3 separate regions of the Sus scrofa genome follow, and all the other regions are linked to region 1. The links are chromatin contacts, called in public HiChIP or PLAC-seq and promoter capture Hi-C maps. All regions are on one chromosome and are shown on one strand. Each heading gives the region's core, a stretch centred on a gene start, on an enhancer-like site or on the middle of the called end of the contact. The rest is flanking DNA. Distances are from core to core; before and after follow the strand shown.

Region 1 (5,009 bases), core at 1,498-3,997:
AGCAAACACCGTGAGCAGCCGGAACGTGGAAGCGAAGTCACTCTCAGCCAGCTGCAAGAACATGAGGGGAGAGAAGAGGTGAGTGGAGGGGCCTCTCTCTCCACCCTCCCAGCCCTACCCTGTTTGAATTCCACTTTCTGGACCCAGCTTTCCCCTCTAACAGGAGCTCTCACAGCAGCTCACCGACAGCAACCCTCTGCCTCTCTGATCACTCTTCCCACAGCAAGGCCTCATTTCCACCTCCAGGCCCTTGTTTATGCTATGCCCCCAATCCACAACGCCCTCTTCCTCCATCTGCCTCCAATTCCTACCCTCATTCAGGGCTGAAAACTTTCAGAGCGTTTATGTTGCAAACTATGTTGTTTGGTCCTTAAAGAGTATTTAACATTTCCAATTTTGAAAATCTTTAGGGAATCTGCTGTATTACCTAAGTCACCAACAACTTCTGCCTCAGCCTCACTCCCCCGACAGCTGTACGGTCTGGGCAGGCCCTGGGATCTGTGGTCTCTGCTTCAGCCCAGCCTCACCCAGGAGCTTTCATTACCCACTCAGGCCAGCACAGCCTCCTCTCCTCCCACCGCTGATCATCCACTAAGTCAAAGCCCACCTAAGGTTGTTACCTAAGGGTATTTTTCAACAAGGTCACAGACTCAGCCTCTTATAATCCACTTAGGTCTAGCAGAGATGTGCATGTGATTGGCACTGCCACTAAACACTTGCTAAATAAATGTCTTATTCATGGATATCCATCCATCTTATCTCTGCAACTGGAATGTAAGTCTCAGAAGGGGAGCACTGTATCTTGTACTCTTCTGGTATTCCCAGATGACCAGTAGGGTTTTGGCAGGTTTTTTAGGGAGGTTCCCAGGCTAGGGGTCGAATCAGAGCTGTAGCTACCGGCCTACACCACAGCCACAGCAACGCCAGATCTGAGCCGCGTCTGTGACCTACACCACAGCTCACAGCAACACCAGATCCTTAAGCCACTGAGTGAGGCCAGGGATTGAACCCACATTCTCATGGATACTAATCAGATTCATTTCCACTGAGCCACAATGGGAACTTCAACTAGCAAGGTGTTAAACAGGCACCCAAAACATGGTTCTTTTTTTTCACCTTGATTCTTTTTAGTTCCACTGCAGAGGACATCAGGGAAAGAAGGCAGCCAGCTTTCTTCAGACCAGAAGGTTCCCCAAAGGCTAAATCCACTGAATCACTGACCCTCAAAAGCGTAACTCAGTTTGCCCACCTACCATTGTTATACCATCTTGGGGGTTGGGTTGGTGACATATATCTTGGCAACCCACTCACTGTGGACTTCAAACTCAACTCTGCCACTTCTGTGCGAACAGTTCTGTGTTCCTAGCATGCTGCTATGTGTCTTTGGGAAAAAGACACTTTCTACCTACTCTAACTGAAGTGAATTAGCATATGGTGCAAAGGGGGAGAGAACAGAGCATGCCAATTTCACAGTCAGTTATTCCATTTGTACCAGACTTTACTTTCCCATAATTTCATCTGATTCCTACAAGAGTGAGGGATTGTATCAGGAGCATTTTTTTAAAAGAGAAAATTTAGGGCCTAAAATTAAAGAAACCTGATCAAGATCATATGATTATTAAGAGCTATTACACTGATAGAGACAGGCTGGAATCAGGTCTCCTACTCTGAATCGCAGGCTCTTTGTTCAAAAATGAAAAATACTCAGTTTTACAGATCATTCATCCTCAAAGGGAAACTAAGAGGTTTACTTGCCTACTTATTTCTGCAAGCTGTTGGTTAATTATTACCATATTCTTGTTTAACTGTATGGTCATGGGGTTGCGAAATAAGCCCGGGCCGCCTGTTCTCAAATTCAAACTTTAGTCAAGCTGCCCTGTGGGCTACCCAGGTCAGGAACCCACCTCTCTAACATTAGGCATATCCAGCAGTTCCCCAAACACGTAGACACCAGGGGCCTCCAGCACCTGGTGGATGAGTGTGGCCAGCGCTGCCCCCTTGGCCGACTTCGCCAGGAGCAGGAATTGCTCCTGGTTCTGCCCTGTCACCTTCACCTCCGCACTCATGGCTGCACTGAGCTGGGGGGACCTGGGCTCAGGAAGTCTGGAGCTGCAAGGAAAGAGAATGTGAAGGCGAAGTTCCTTGAACAGGGGAGGATGAAAAGCACAAGAGATAAGGGCTGGACTGGAGACACTGAGCCACTTTCGCAACAATAAAGTTCGCTCTATCTCGCAACCCAGAGATCGAGCAGTCTAACATCGGACCTAGGAACCCTAAAATCGGGCACTTTGAAGGAAGCCTGGCTAAAATCCGGCTGCCACGCCCACCTCCCCCAACCCTGGGCCTAACCTCAAGCCCCACCACGTGCACCCCAATGAACCCCAAGGCACAAGTCGTAGTGGGGGAGGTGATGTCACATAGTATCCACCGGGACGACGCTCCCTCAAATCCACAGTACCCCGCAGGTGCCCCGAACCACGTGACCTCACCCTCGCGATCCTTCCACGTGGCTCCGCCCCCTCCCTTAAAGAGGCCGCCCAGGGACCGTGGGCTCCCGCCGACTGCCTCGTCGTACTCTGGGTCAGACTCCGCGGGCCGCTACCTGGAAGCTTCTTCTTCCAGCGCACTGGGCGGGGCCACCGCTCCGTCACCTCCGGCAGCTGTTCCCAGCCTTTCCTGCCACCTCCCTGCACGGTCGCTCTGGCCCCTAAACTCTATGGCTGGCTTCCGGCCTTACTTTCCGCTCTCACGGGGCGGGTTTCAGGCGGGACATGCTCCGTCCCCGCCTCCGACTGATGAAGATCCCAAGAGCGACGCAGGCGTTCTGCTCTCTGATTGGCTCTTGCGGAAAGAATGACGGGCGCCCTTTCCTCGGCTTTGTTTCAATAAAACTTTATTGGACAAGCGCAAGAGGCTGTTTGCAGAGGGAACTCTTGGCGATAGCCTGCTACCGGCTAGTTCTGCGTCAGCTTCAGGCTGGCTGAGGTCTGAAAATTTGTCAGAGTTCCCGAGGCAAGAGAAAAGCTGTAATCGAAAGAGAGGGGGATTTAAAAAAAAGAGAGGGGAGTTCCCGTCGTGGCGCAGTGGTTAACGAATCCGACTAGGAACCATGAGGTTGCGGGTTCGGTCCCTGCCCTTGCTCATTGGCTTAAAGGATCCGGCGTTGCCGTGAGCTGTGGCGTAGATTGCAGACGCGGCTCGGATCCCGCGTTGCTGTGGCTCAGGCATAGGCCAGTGGCTACAGCTCCGATTTGACCCCTAGCCTGGGAACCTCCATATGCCGCGGGAGCGGCCCAAAGAAATAGCAGACAAAATAATAAAAAATAAAAAATAATTAAAAAAAAAAGAGAGGGACATAAGGAAAAAGGTGGTGTGAAACGAGGAGGAGAGAGGGAGACCATAGAAGTTGAGCTGCAGAGATCGTCTCATTTTTATTGCAACCACTCATTTTTTTGGAGGAGAAAGAGACAAGTGTGGAAACGGTAAATAGTAATAGCTAACACGTATTGAAGGCTTACTGTTGTTCAGGCATCTTTTAAAATTAAAATTTGACCCATTGAATTCTCATAACTGTACAGTGTCTCCATGGTGTTTCCAGGACGCCATCTCTCATGTTTGCAAATGTACTGAATGATGCATTCCTGTACATTAACCCTTTTGATTCCTGGAGAAGGAAAAAAAATCCTAGCTGCAGGGAAGGCATACATTGAAGCTCATAAAAATCCAGAGTTTTGGAGTTCCCGTCGTGTCGCAGTGGTTAACGAATCTGACTAGGAACCACGAGGTTGCGGTCCCTGCCCTTGCTCAGTGGGTTAACGATCTGGCGTTGCCGTGAGCTGTGGTGTAGGTTGCAGACGCGGCTCGGATCCCGCGTTGCTGTGGCTCTGGCATAGGCCGGTGGCTACAGCTCCGATTGGACCCCTAGCCTGGGAACCTCCATATGCCGCGGGAGCGGCCCAAAGAAAGCAAAAAAACGAACAAACAAACAAAAAATCCAGAGTTTTATTTGGAGCCCATGTCTATTCGAGCCTGGAGCCATCTTTCCAATTTACCACAATACTTTAGGGGGCAAAAATAAACAACTAACCTTTTCGTAGTGTTTTGTATCTCCTACCAGGCTTACAGAAGGTTAAATCAGAGCAATGTTAATGATATCTTGGAGGCACTTGTATGAGGCACTGAGCTAACAGCTTTACCTAATTCATTTGATGCGTGTAAAAAGTCCATTATTATTTCCATTTTCCAGATGGGAAAAGTGAGGCTCAGAGAAGTGAAATAATTTATATGTAATGGAAAGAGGAGAAAGGGAAAGACGTCGTTAAATGAAGAGAAAAATCAGAACTGGTAGGCTGCTGGAGCTATTGCTGAAGGGACTTTAAGCTCAAAGTTTATTTGTTGCTTTTTAGGGCTGCACATGCAGCATATGGATGTTCCCAGGCTAGGATCCAATCGGAGCTGCAGCTGCTGGCCTACACCACAGCCACAGCCACGCCAGATCTGTGAACTACACCACAGCCTACAGCAACACCCGACCCTTGACCCCCTGAGCGAGGCCAGGGATTGAACCTGTGCCCTCATGGATGCTAGTTGGGTTCTTAACCCACTGAGCCACAATGGGAACTCCTCCACCATAGTAAGTTCAGTTAATATCTATCATCTCATATATATATATATATATATATATCAAAAAAAAAATTTTGTCAATGTGATGAGAACTCTTAACTACTTTCAAATCTGCAATACAACAATGTTAACTAACCACTATACCATACATTATGTTGTATATTACATCATTAGTACCTATTTATCTTATAACTGGAAGTTTGATACTTTTTTTTTTTTGTCTTTTGTCTTTTTAGGGCTGCACCCGTGGCACATGGAGGTTCCCAGGCCAGGGGTCTAATCGGAGCTATAGCTACCAGCCTACACTACAGCCACAGCAACACCAGATCCAAGCCACATCTGCGACCTGCCCCACAACTCATGGCAATGCCGGATCCTTAACCCAC
Region 2 (5,009 bases), core at 1,679-4,178, 50 kb after region 1:
CCTCATAGAGACTTTTCCAGAGTGGGCACTTACTCTCTCCTCACCCTCATAATCCTCCAAGCTCGGGCTGATAGAGGACTAGAGGCTGGCCCTCCTGGACGTCAGAGAGGAGGGAGCCCTAAATGCAGCCAGCTTCCTGTTCTAGTCTTGCCTGCGAAAGAACAGAGGTTTCTCACATAACCCTATCCCTGGGAGCCGTTTTCCCCTCATGGTCTCACTTCACTTCCTACCTAGTGCTGGAAGGAGATCTGGAGGGGGGGGTCGGACCCCCTTTATTTGTAAAGGGGCAAGGGCTGAGATGTGGTCCCCAAGGGGCCAGAGATCCCCAAAGTGGTCGAGGGTGGCTTAGAAGTGTGAGTTATGGGTCTCCTTGGAGCTTCTCCCCTTCTCTGCCAGCCGGGGCTCAGTGCTCAGTCTCCCTGTCCCCCAACCTAAGCAGCTGTGGGAGCTGTGAGTTCTTTATAAAACCCCACAAGGAGGGGGCTGCAGAGAAGGGAGAGTGAAGGGCAAATGCAAGGACTGGACTTAGCTCCCTAGGTGCCACGGTCAGTTGCTGGACATGGATTTATATATAAATATATATATATATAAATATATATATACCCACTCATCACGGCCATCTTTGTTGTAACCATTTCTGTGTTTATAAATGCATTATCTCTGAGAATTTTCATATTTGATGTTTTGTTTATTTTTGTCCCTTTTTTTTCCCTCCACCCTGTCTTCTGGCCAACAGCATTTTTATTTCCTTTTGTCTTTTTTTTTTTTTTTTTTTTTTTTAAATCATGGCAGATTTCAGAGAAAAGAGAAAATGAAAAAAAAAATCAGGATACCAGTTGTTATAAAGGAATTTAAAATGAAGAAAAAAAGAAAATCTTATGTACAAAACCAAGGGGTGTTTTTAGAACCTTGTGTAGAAATAAATTCGTGTAAAAGGATCAGAGGCAGTGGAGCTACTGATGTGAGTGAGCATGGGAAACAGCTGTTTGGGGAGAGAGTCAAGGCTGGTACTGAGGATATGCAGTAAGAGTGTGTGAATGTGCAGAACGAATGCTGTGTGTTGGGGCTGCGTGCATATCCCCAGCCATGGAGGGGTACAGCTTCCATATTTCTGCAGTGAAAGCTTGGTTTATGAAGGTTTCTACACACACATCCTGTCGTGAGGACTGTGTTGGCCTAATAATGTGAGAACAGGGTCTCAGGCACGTGTCACTGTCAAGACGGCCACAAAACTCCGTATCAAAGAAATGGAAGCACAGCCTCCTGGAAGGAACTGCACTCCTGCCAGAGCATCCCTGGGCTCAGTGCTGCTTCCACTTGGCACATCCTGTGGCACCTAAATCCAGAGGTTTCCAGTGGTGGAGGTCATAACCTGGATTGAAGGACACCGCACAGTTGTAGTGCTGAGGAATAGAGTGTGGTCGGGAACCTGGACTTCAGCCCTGATCTCCCAGCAACCAGTGTTGGCCGAGATGCTTCTGCAGCTGTTAAATGAAGGGATTGGGCTAGATCACCTCCAAGATTCCTTTTTGAGAATTAAAAATCTTTAAGCACTGAGAAAGTTGTGGCAAAGTTCCCGCATCTGACAACGTGGCTATCCTCTGTGGGACTGCCGGGCCTCTGCTCATTACCTGGCTGCATGCGGGTAGGCAATGAAATAATACCTCTTAATTTAGGGCCTGGGCTCTTGTGTGGGCGTCCAAGATGGTCCCACTCTGTGGTGTGACACTAATGAATGTATCACAAGTGACCAAACATGCAGTGTTAGCTTCCTGAATATTTACTGCTTTTAACCCTTGTTCTCACCAACAGTCAAATTGGCACTGATAGCCCTAACTTCATCGCAGGTATTACAAACAATCTCCTCTTTTTAAGGTTACACTCACACTCAGAGTAACAACCAATGAGGTAGGTAGTGTGAGGTAGTCATTTTATAGAGATGCGCACAGATTAAATTACCCAAGGGCCTGCTGCTTGCACTTAAGAGAGAAATCTTGTAGATTTCATTGCTGTTATCTTACCACCTGGTCAGCAGTAAGTCTGGGATTTCACCTTGCCTCTTTTTTATATATTTGATCTAAATGATGAGGCTGAAAGTGTTTGACAACCTGCCACTTCACATTGCTAATTATCAAGAAGGTGTGAATTGGGAGCGACAGCGATCTCCAAAGCACTGTCTTACTAACACTCCGGTTCCGGTTCCCAAGTGTGGTGCCAGCCTGTCATGCACTTGGTGGCTTTTCATCCTGACGAAGAAGCATTAGCTGTCGCTGTGCCGTAGCGGACCAGGGTGATAGCTGACATCCACCTGGCCCAACTGTGACAGCTGCGTGCCCCAATCCTTTCAGAATCATGGGGCTGGTTAACATCCTATAAACCCGAATAAAAAGGGAGACCAAAACAGGGGGGCAAGGCCAGAAGTACTATGTCACTTTACGAGTGAGGAGTGTGACAGGTGAGGAACCCTGACATAACACGTGGAGTCCTAGCTTTATTGTGTGAGTAGCTCAGAGGTTATAGATAGTGAGTTGTTTCCACGTTAAAAAATAACCTTAGGGAGCTGCTGTTTGAGCGAGTCAACAGAAGTGCGGAGGGTTTAAATCTTGCCCCGCCGGGGGCGCCTCCCTAACTCCCTAAGAAACTAGCGACTTGGGAGAAGGCACCTGCGCAGGTCACATCCCAAGAGACACAAAAATTCTCCGGCTGCTGAAACGGGCTATTTGCGGACTAAAAGCCTGATGAAAAAAGCTTCCTCGCCCTCACGCCTGCACGTCCCCCGCCTGGAGGGAAAGGAAGTGCAAGTGAAAATGCAAAATGGCGCCCCCGGCCGCCGCCGGCCCCAAGCAACGCCGGCCGGCAAAAGACGAGGGTCGGCGGTCGGGCGCTCGGCGGACGCGGCCAGACGGGCGCTGTAGTGAGGCCGGAAGTTCCCCTTGTGAGGGCGGAAGGACTCCAGGCCGAGAAGGACAGCTTCGAGACCTGTCGCCTTCAGTCACTTCCGGGGCGGAGCGGAAGTTGCTTTGTTTTGCTTCAAGATGGCTGCGGGGATGTATTTGGAACATTATCTGGACAGTAAGAGCAGACTGAAGGAGGGGGTCAGGGGTCACAGGGGGGTGGGGGTGTCGGAGCTGAGAAGCTCTACGGCCCCGAAGTCCGGGTGGTCAGAAGGTCACGATTGTAAAGGGTTGCATGAGAGGAAATAGTGGAGGGTGTGTAGAAGGAGGGGGCGGGGCAGCGGGGCCGAGGCCTCGCTCTGGGGTGTAGACGGGGGAGGGGCTGCGCGGTGGGGCTGGGGGACGTCTCTTGAAGGGCGGGTGGGCCTAGTCGGGAAGATCCCTGCTGCCCCATCTTCAGAGTCTCCGGCCTCAGGATATACGTTTTCCTCAAAATCATTCGGAAATTAGTCATTTTAGTATATCGCCCACTGCCTTTTGGAACAGCGACAAAGACCTGTTCGCGGCTCCTTCGCCCAGTTTTTTCGCAGAAGTGGCTTCTCCTGGGGATGGGAGGGTAACGAGTGACCACTGTCATATGATGAACTGGAAGTCTGCTCTTGGAGTAAAGATCCCGTTCCCATCCAGTGGAAATCTGGCGTTATGTTGATGCCATTTGTGTAAACCACTCCTCCACAGAGCCTGTCATCCACTAAGCGCTTACATTTGCCTTGGTGTTGAGAGTCATTCATTCATTCTTTTATTGAGGTCCTGCTATGGCTCAGATATAATGGCAGGTACTGGAGATATACAAGAATGAGTAAAACACAACCCCTGTCAAGTGGTCATAGACTAGTAGGACACAGATTCTGTTAATAAATAATTGTAAAACAGTGAGACAGGTAAAATAATAGAAATATATTAAAAGTTGCTAACTCTGGAGAAAAAAAGAGCTAATTACCTGGGGATGTAGGTAAAGCTTTGTAGAGGATGTGATGTTTGAGTAGAATCTTGAAGGCTGAGTGTTTATTTGCCAGTTGGAGAGGGAATCGCAGGTTGGGGAAAGCAGCAGCTAAGGTGTTACGGGTTTGTGGCAAGGTTAGGCAAAAGTGAGGCCAAAGTATTTGATATACAGGACCCTAAGTTGTAAGATTGGGAAATAAGACTGGAGAAGGGGGCTGGGGCCAGGTTGTGCAAGGTCTTTTAAGCCAAGCCAAGAAGCTTGCAGTTTAGTGAGGAACCAACAGATTTTCTGAATAGTGATTATTTATTTATTTATGTTTTGGTCTTTTTCCAGGGCCTCACCCATGGCATATGGGGGTTCCATATGATTAGAGCTGTAGCCACCGGCCTCCGCCACAGCCACAGCAACGCAGGATCTGAGCCGCGTCTGCAACCTACGCCACAGCTCACGGCAACGCTGGATCCTTAACCCACTGAGCGGGGCCAGGGATCGAACCTGCAAACTCATTGTTCCTGGTCGGATTCGTTAACCACTGCACCACGACGGGAACTCCTGAATAGTGATTTTTTAATAAAGGAAAATAACTGATATATGATAACTTAGAGCATAATAACATTGGTAATGTAGAGATCGGTTAGTGGTAACAACCCTGGTCAGAGATAAGGATCCGATCCGAGAGAGTGACAGAGTATTTGCGCATTAACTATAACAGGACTGACTGAATGACTGAGTGGTTGAGAGAAAATGAAAAATCTAAGGCGACTTCTCGATTTCCTGTTTGGGAAATGAGGTAGACATTATATTACCAACAAGATAAGAAATTCAGGAGTAGCAACCTAAAGCACAGGAATGTAAGAGTAAATGAGATGGGTATCATTCAGGGAAAGCAAGTGAGAAAACTAGAGAATTAAGTACAAGTTCAAAAAAAATTAATATTTAAGAGACAGGCTAAGGAAGTGTGATGGAATTATCAGAAAGTATATGATGGGATTTGGACTCCCAAGAGGAAGAAAGTTACTTGGAGCGAGAACAGCTGCAAACATATTTTTTAGAATAGGACTAATAATAGATCATTTGATTGGGTAAGTCATTGGTGACTTAATCTCAGTAAG
Region 3 (5,009 bases), core at 1,307-3,806, 35 kb before region 1:
GTCCTTTCTCCCTTTATGGGGAGCACAGAACGCAGGCCCCCTTTCCCTTCAGCTAGGTTTCTTCACGCGACTTCGCTGTCCTCATTTCTTTTCCACATGGCCAGTCTGGCATTTCTACTCCCTGGTGGGCTTTCCCCTTCATCCTGGGCCTGGAGAGCCAAGGGGTTGTCAGCTTCTCTCTGGTGGCCCCAGTACCAGGTCTGTGCGGCCCTGGCCTGAGTTTCCCACCCAGACAGATGGAGAGGGAGGGAGAGTAAGTGCCAGGGAGGGAGGGAGACTAGCAGAGGCCAAAGTCCAAGGGGCCAGGCCCTCTCCTCCCCTGTCCAGTCCTGTCCTGTCCTTCTGGTCACTGTCCTTCCATGATCCCTTTTCCAGGAGGGTATGTGACCTGGGCCTTGTGCTAAGCAGCTCTCTGGCCTCATTTACCCAACACAGGCACACACACTGACACAGGCTGACACCGATTCACACACACCGCTACCGAGGGGCGCTGAAGCAATCCAGAGACACATGGCCGGGTGTTTGGGCGTGCTGGCACACACTCTTGAGACAGCACTAGAGCACAGTGGAGCCACTCGGCACTCACAAAGCAGCAACATGGCTCCAGAACAGCTACGTCTCCACATGCACACATGTAACTGACACGGGCAGTCCCACACACTCGCTGGATTTCAGACATACAAAGACACCTACTCAGTGAAGTCACATGCCACCGCACAGCCAGCCCACCGGAGGGCCGCTCAGCACACCTTAGCGCTCACGCGGAACCCCTCTCTCTCACTGCCTTAAACCCCACTGGTTCCCCTTTTCACTTCACGGCCTCCAGGAGACCTCTGTGGCCTCCCCAGCAACCGCCCCCACCCAAGGTCGGGCTCCCCGCCCCCAAACCCTGGCCGAATTAATTTCCCCAAGCAACACTCAGCAGGTTCCCTAGGGAAATTAGAGGAAGGCTGGAAGAAAGGCAAGGGCGAAGGGATGGGGCCAGGGAAGGAAGCTGATGAGAGCAAAGGCGGCGCGATGCAATGCCATGCAATGCTGAGCCTCAGCTTTTTCGAAGGCTATTCCCGGCCCCCTTTTGGTTTTTAGGAATTCGAGCTTCTCTAAGTGTGGGAGGGAGACGCGGAGGGCTATGGAGAGAAAAGAAAGCTGAAGGCCAGAGGAGGAAGGAACGGATGTAGATGGAAGGAGAAAACAGAGGCAGTAGCTCTCGGAGATAAGCAAGAGCCGGTCGGGCCTCGAGGGGAGGGGCCCGCGAGGAGCAGCCTCCCGGGAGAGTCCTGTTTACACTGGACGCAGGCTCTCAAACCGCTTAGCAGAGGAAAGGTGAGGTCAGACTGGAAAGGGAGACGGGGACCGGGCGCCGGAGAGGGGCGCGGGGGAGGGGGCATGGCAGATGAGACGCGCAGAGCTCCGACGGACACCGGCTGGGGTGGCGGCGAGCGAGCTAGGGCCGGAGAGGGGTGGGGACGGCACCCGGCCGGAGCGGCCAGGCCGGGAGCCGGGTGCGCGGCGCTCGGGAAGCTAGAGGGCGCTGGCGCTAGGCGCGCGGCGCGGGGTAGGCAGCGCCGGGCTGGGGCGCGGGGGGGAGGGCGCAGCGGGGTCCGCCGGGACCCCGAGCCGGGGCAGTAGTGTGGGGCCGTCTGGGGCGGCCCGGGGCGCACGACCGCGCGGAGCCCCGGGGGCGCGCGGGGGCCAGGCTAACGCCGGCCCCGCCCGTACCTTGGCGCTCAACTCGGCCGCTGCCTCCACGCTCTTCTCCGACATGGTGCCGGGGCCGGGGCCGGGGCTGGCGGGGAGCCGGGGTCCCGGGGCCGAGATGGAGAGGCCCTGGACGGCGGAAGGTGGCCGCGGCCGGAACCTGGCGCGGTGGCGGCGGCGGCGGAGACAGCGGCAGCGGCGGCCGCTGGGCAAGCTGGGGCTCTGGAAGAGGCGGCAGAGGCGCGCGGGGTGGGGCGGGGGTGGGTCTGGAGCGGAGACCCGCAGGGCTGCGGCCGTCCAGAGGGCGGGCGGAAGGGCGGTGCGGGCGGTGGCCGGCGCGCTCCGGCCGCGATCGCTAGGTCCTCGGCTCGCCGCCCCCGCACCCGCAGAGCTGCCGCCGACCAGCCGCTGCCGCCCCCGGGCAGGGAACCCGCTTATAAAGCGGCGCTGCCCGACGGGAGGGGCTTCCCAGGGGTGGGGCAGGCGGGAGCGGGGAGGAGAGGAGAGGGGAGGGGGATGAAAGCGGAGGTTGGAGAGGTGGGGATAGGAGGATGAGAGCAAGGGGAGGGAGTGCGCGAGAGGCGGGAGGGAGGACTAGACCAGGAGGGGGAAATGGAGAGACTGACGGTCGCGGAGAAAGGAGTGGGGCGAGGAGGTGGGGAGGGGTGGGGTTCCTGCGGGGAGGGACCTCTCCTAATCCCGACCTACTGCCTGCGAACGTGGAGCCCGACCCCCAAAAGCCCTGAGATTTTGCCGAGGGATGGGGTGGGGGGAAGCGGATGGAAAGGCCGGGCAGGTATTTGAGAAACCAAAAGCCTAAAGAGGAGGAAGAGGGCGGGAGCCACTTCCACTTCTCCCTGGATTTCCCCTCTCCTGCCTCTCGGTTCGCTGGGTGGCCTTGAGAGGGATTAGAGAGCAGAAAGGGCAGCCCACCCTCCGTCCTGCCCGAGGCTGACATTTGTGTCCCCTGCTGGGTTCCTCCCTTCGCGGCTCTTGCTTGTGATCTGAGGAGGGGCCGAGGCTCTCCAGCCTCCTTTCCACCTTCGACCTTTCTTATTTGCCCGGCTCACCTCACTTTTCTTTGCCTGGTCCTTCTATTTCTCTTCATTCCTCTTTATCCATTTCTATCTCCCATCTCTCTTCTTGTCACCTCTTCTCCACTTCTCACTTGCCCTCTCTGCATGCCACCTCTGATGTCTTCCCTCTCTTTCCAGACAACATAGTTCCTGGCTCACCTGAGTCTGTCACCTGGCCCTATATCCTTAGCTGATTTTCCTCAACCCTTCTTCACTCCTCTCCTTATTTCCCACATTTTCCCTTTCTTGATGTTTCTCCTTCCTCTGCTGCCTTCTTCCCAGCCTTTCTGGAGTGTATCTGTCTCCTTTGCTGGGGGTTCCAGGCCACTCTAACCCACACACCCTCGGCTCCTCACCCACAGTCTCAGTATCTTTGGGTCATTTTGAGAAGCTTGCTGTTTCAGGAGGGAACCGGAGCTAGGGTGTGTGACACAGGTCTGGAAGGTGGATGGGGCGGAAGGCTAGGGTTTGGAAAAAGATATCTTTGGTGCGTGTGCGCTCCTATATTTGTTTATCATCAGTCTTCATCTTTGTATCATTTTCATCTTAATAAAAAAGACATAACTGATGGATCATCACCATTTCGTCTCGGGGTGCCCCTACTGTCTTTTGGTCCCTTGGTGTACACACTTCCCAATTTCTCCTCTGACTCCTCTCTCAGTTTCTCAGTCTCCATCTCCTCAAAAATCTTGGCGCCCCACCCAGGCTTTTCCTTGGCCAACTATGTCCATCTTTCTCGGAGACCTTTCCATCTCTCTGTCTCTCGGACGTACTCCCTGATGTTTTTAGTGATCTCTGACCCTCTCCATCTCTGTACTCTTTTGCTTCATTTATGTCCCTCTCCCTCCTCCTTTAACCTTCCCCCCCCCCCAGTCTCCCCGTCTGGCTCCCTCCCTGTCAGTCTCTTTCCTCTCCCTCCCACCCTCCTTTCCTCAGTGCCCCCCCCTTCTCCACCTCCCAGCCCCGCCTGCTGTCTCAGGACACCCTGCTGGGCTCTTACCCTGTTGCCCTGGTAACCGCCCCCCACTCCGGTCACCTCCACTCCCCTCCCCCCCTCCAATCACCGCCACCAACAACCTCCATCCACCTTCCTCCTATTTTTCCTGAGAGCCAATAGAAACCCTGTTGCCAGGTGGAATGCTCATTTGAATCAGCCAATCCAGGAGCCTAACTGCTTGCCCTGCCTTATATGGGGATTTGAGGAGGGCCACTCCCCCCACTCCAGCCCCACAGGGGACCAGCCCCTCTACTGTCCTTTCTCCCCGCCCTGGAGAGAGCCTGGGACCCTCCGTCTCACCCTTCTATAAGGGTCTGGCCTCCCATTTCTCTAACTGGGACCACCGGGGTTAGTGTGGGATGTGGGCTGGACTGTGGGCAGGGCCTCAGGGCCGGGGGTGGGAATGAGGTGTGATTAGGGAAGGGGAGGCGGAGGGAGCCGGGAATTTTGCCCAGGGAGGGGTGTCTGGGAGCGGAGGCAGCTGCAGTGGAAAATTCCAGGGAGATGGAGCGGCAGAGAATGGGAATCCTGCCCCAAGGCCCAAGGGAGAGCCTTGAGAATCTAAGAGTGTGGACACTAGGGTCCAGAGGGACCAAAGGAAAAAGATGTAGGAAGCTGGAGGCCTGGATCTCATTCCCTTCCTGCACGGGAGAAGCACCCCTTAGCCTCCACTGTCTGGTTGGACCACAGACCAGTCTCCTGAAGTCTTGGCTTCAAGAGAAGAAAGCCAGACAGGACACTTAGGATGAATTTGAAGTGAGTGGGATGCTGGAAACCCAAACCTACCCCTAGCCCTTGGGATTGGTCTCTGGGGCCAAGAGTGTTGAATGATGCCAGCCTGTGTTTGCTCCTTTCCAGAGATTTCTGAGGCCTTGTGGAGGCTTGCCTGTTCCTAGAGCTCTATTACTCCACGATTCAACTGAGAATTTTCCACTGGTCACATGGGGAAACCTGTGCTTCTTACACATTTTCTGGAGGTGGGAAAAGGGAGGCCAAGTGAGAAGAGGGGAGGACTGAGCCCCCTGGAAACTATTACTTCTGACATCCTAGCAGTTCTACTTCCATCTCATTCTTAACTGAATTCTTCCCCCCTCCAGTTTCCTGGGGTTTTTTTAGTTTGCCTGTTTATCTGATAGGTTAAGTGAGTGTCTAGTTAGTGTCTTTCAAGGATGGGAGGACGGAAACCTCAAAGCTGGACCTCCCCGCTCCTCACTTCATCCCGTTCTACTCCCAATGGC

The links. Promoter capture Hi-C pulls out the DNA fragments that hold promoters and counts their contacts. HiChIP or PLAC-seq counts read pairs in DNA pulled down with a chosen protein or histone mark.
Region 2: a contact with region 1 is called in an H3K27ac HiChIP or PLAC-seq map of alveolar macrophages. The contact joins the promoter of ING4 here to the promoter of COPS7A in region 1. A contact is called at or near these places in 3 of 47 Hi-C or Micro-C datasets (heart right ventricle and liver) and 1 of 2 datasets of contacts at active chromatin or transcription factors (alveolar macrophages).
Region 3: a contact with region 1 is called in a promoter capture Hi-C map of liver, with 4 times the contacts expected there. The contact joins the promoter of PTMS here to the promoter of COPS7A in region 1. A contact is called at or near these places in 1 of 5 promoter capture datasets (liver), 5 of 47 Hi-C or Micro-C datasets (embryonic fibroblasts, liver and skeletal muscle) and 2 of 2 datasets of contacts at active chromatin or transcription factors (alveolar macrophages and skeletal muscle).

What each region holds. Positions count from the first base shown.
Region 1 is chr5:63,974,723-63,979,731 of Sscrofa11.1, forward strand. COPS7A (COP9 signalosome complex subunit 7a) reads right to left here and starts at 2,748. Exons shown (of 8, transcript XM_003126528.5): 1 at 2,603-2,748; 2 at 1,905-2,109; 3 at 1-51. The coding sequence starts at 2,066.
Region 2 is chr5:64,024,861-64,029,869 of Sscrofa11.1, forward strand. ING4 (inhibitor of growth protein 4) reads left to right here and starts at 2,929. Exons shown (of 8, transcript XM_021092419.1): 1 at 2,929-3,072. The coding sequence starts at 3,036. It overlaps ZNF384 (zinc finger protein 384), which reads left to right. Exons shown (of 12, transcript XM_021092415.1): 12 at 1-938.
Region 3 is chr5:63,939,556-63,944,564 of Sscrofa11.1, forward strand. It overlaps PTMS (parathymosin), which reads right to left and starts at 2,557. Exons shown (of 5, transcript XM_013987418.2): 1 at 1,720-2,557. The coding sequence starts at 1,764. It overlaps LOC110260751 (a long non-coding RNA gene), which reads left to right and starts at 2,539. Exons shown (of 2, transcript XR_002344121.1): 1 at 2,539-4,527; 2 at 4,630-5,009.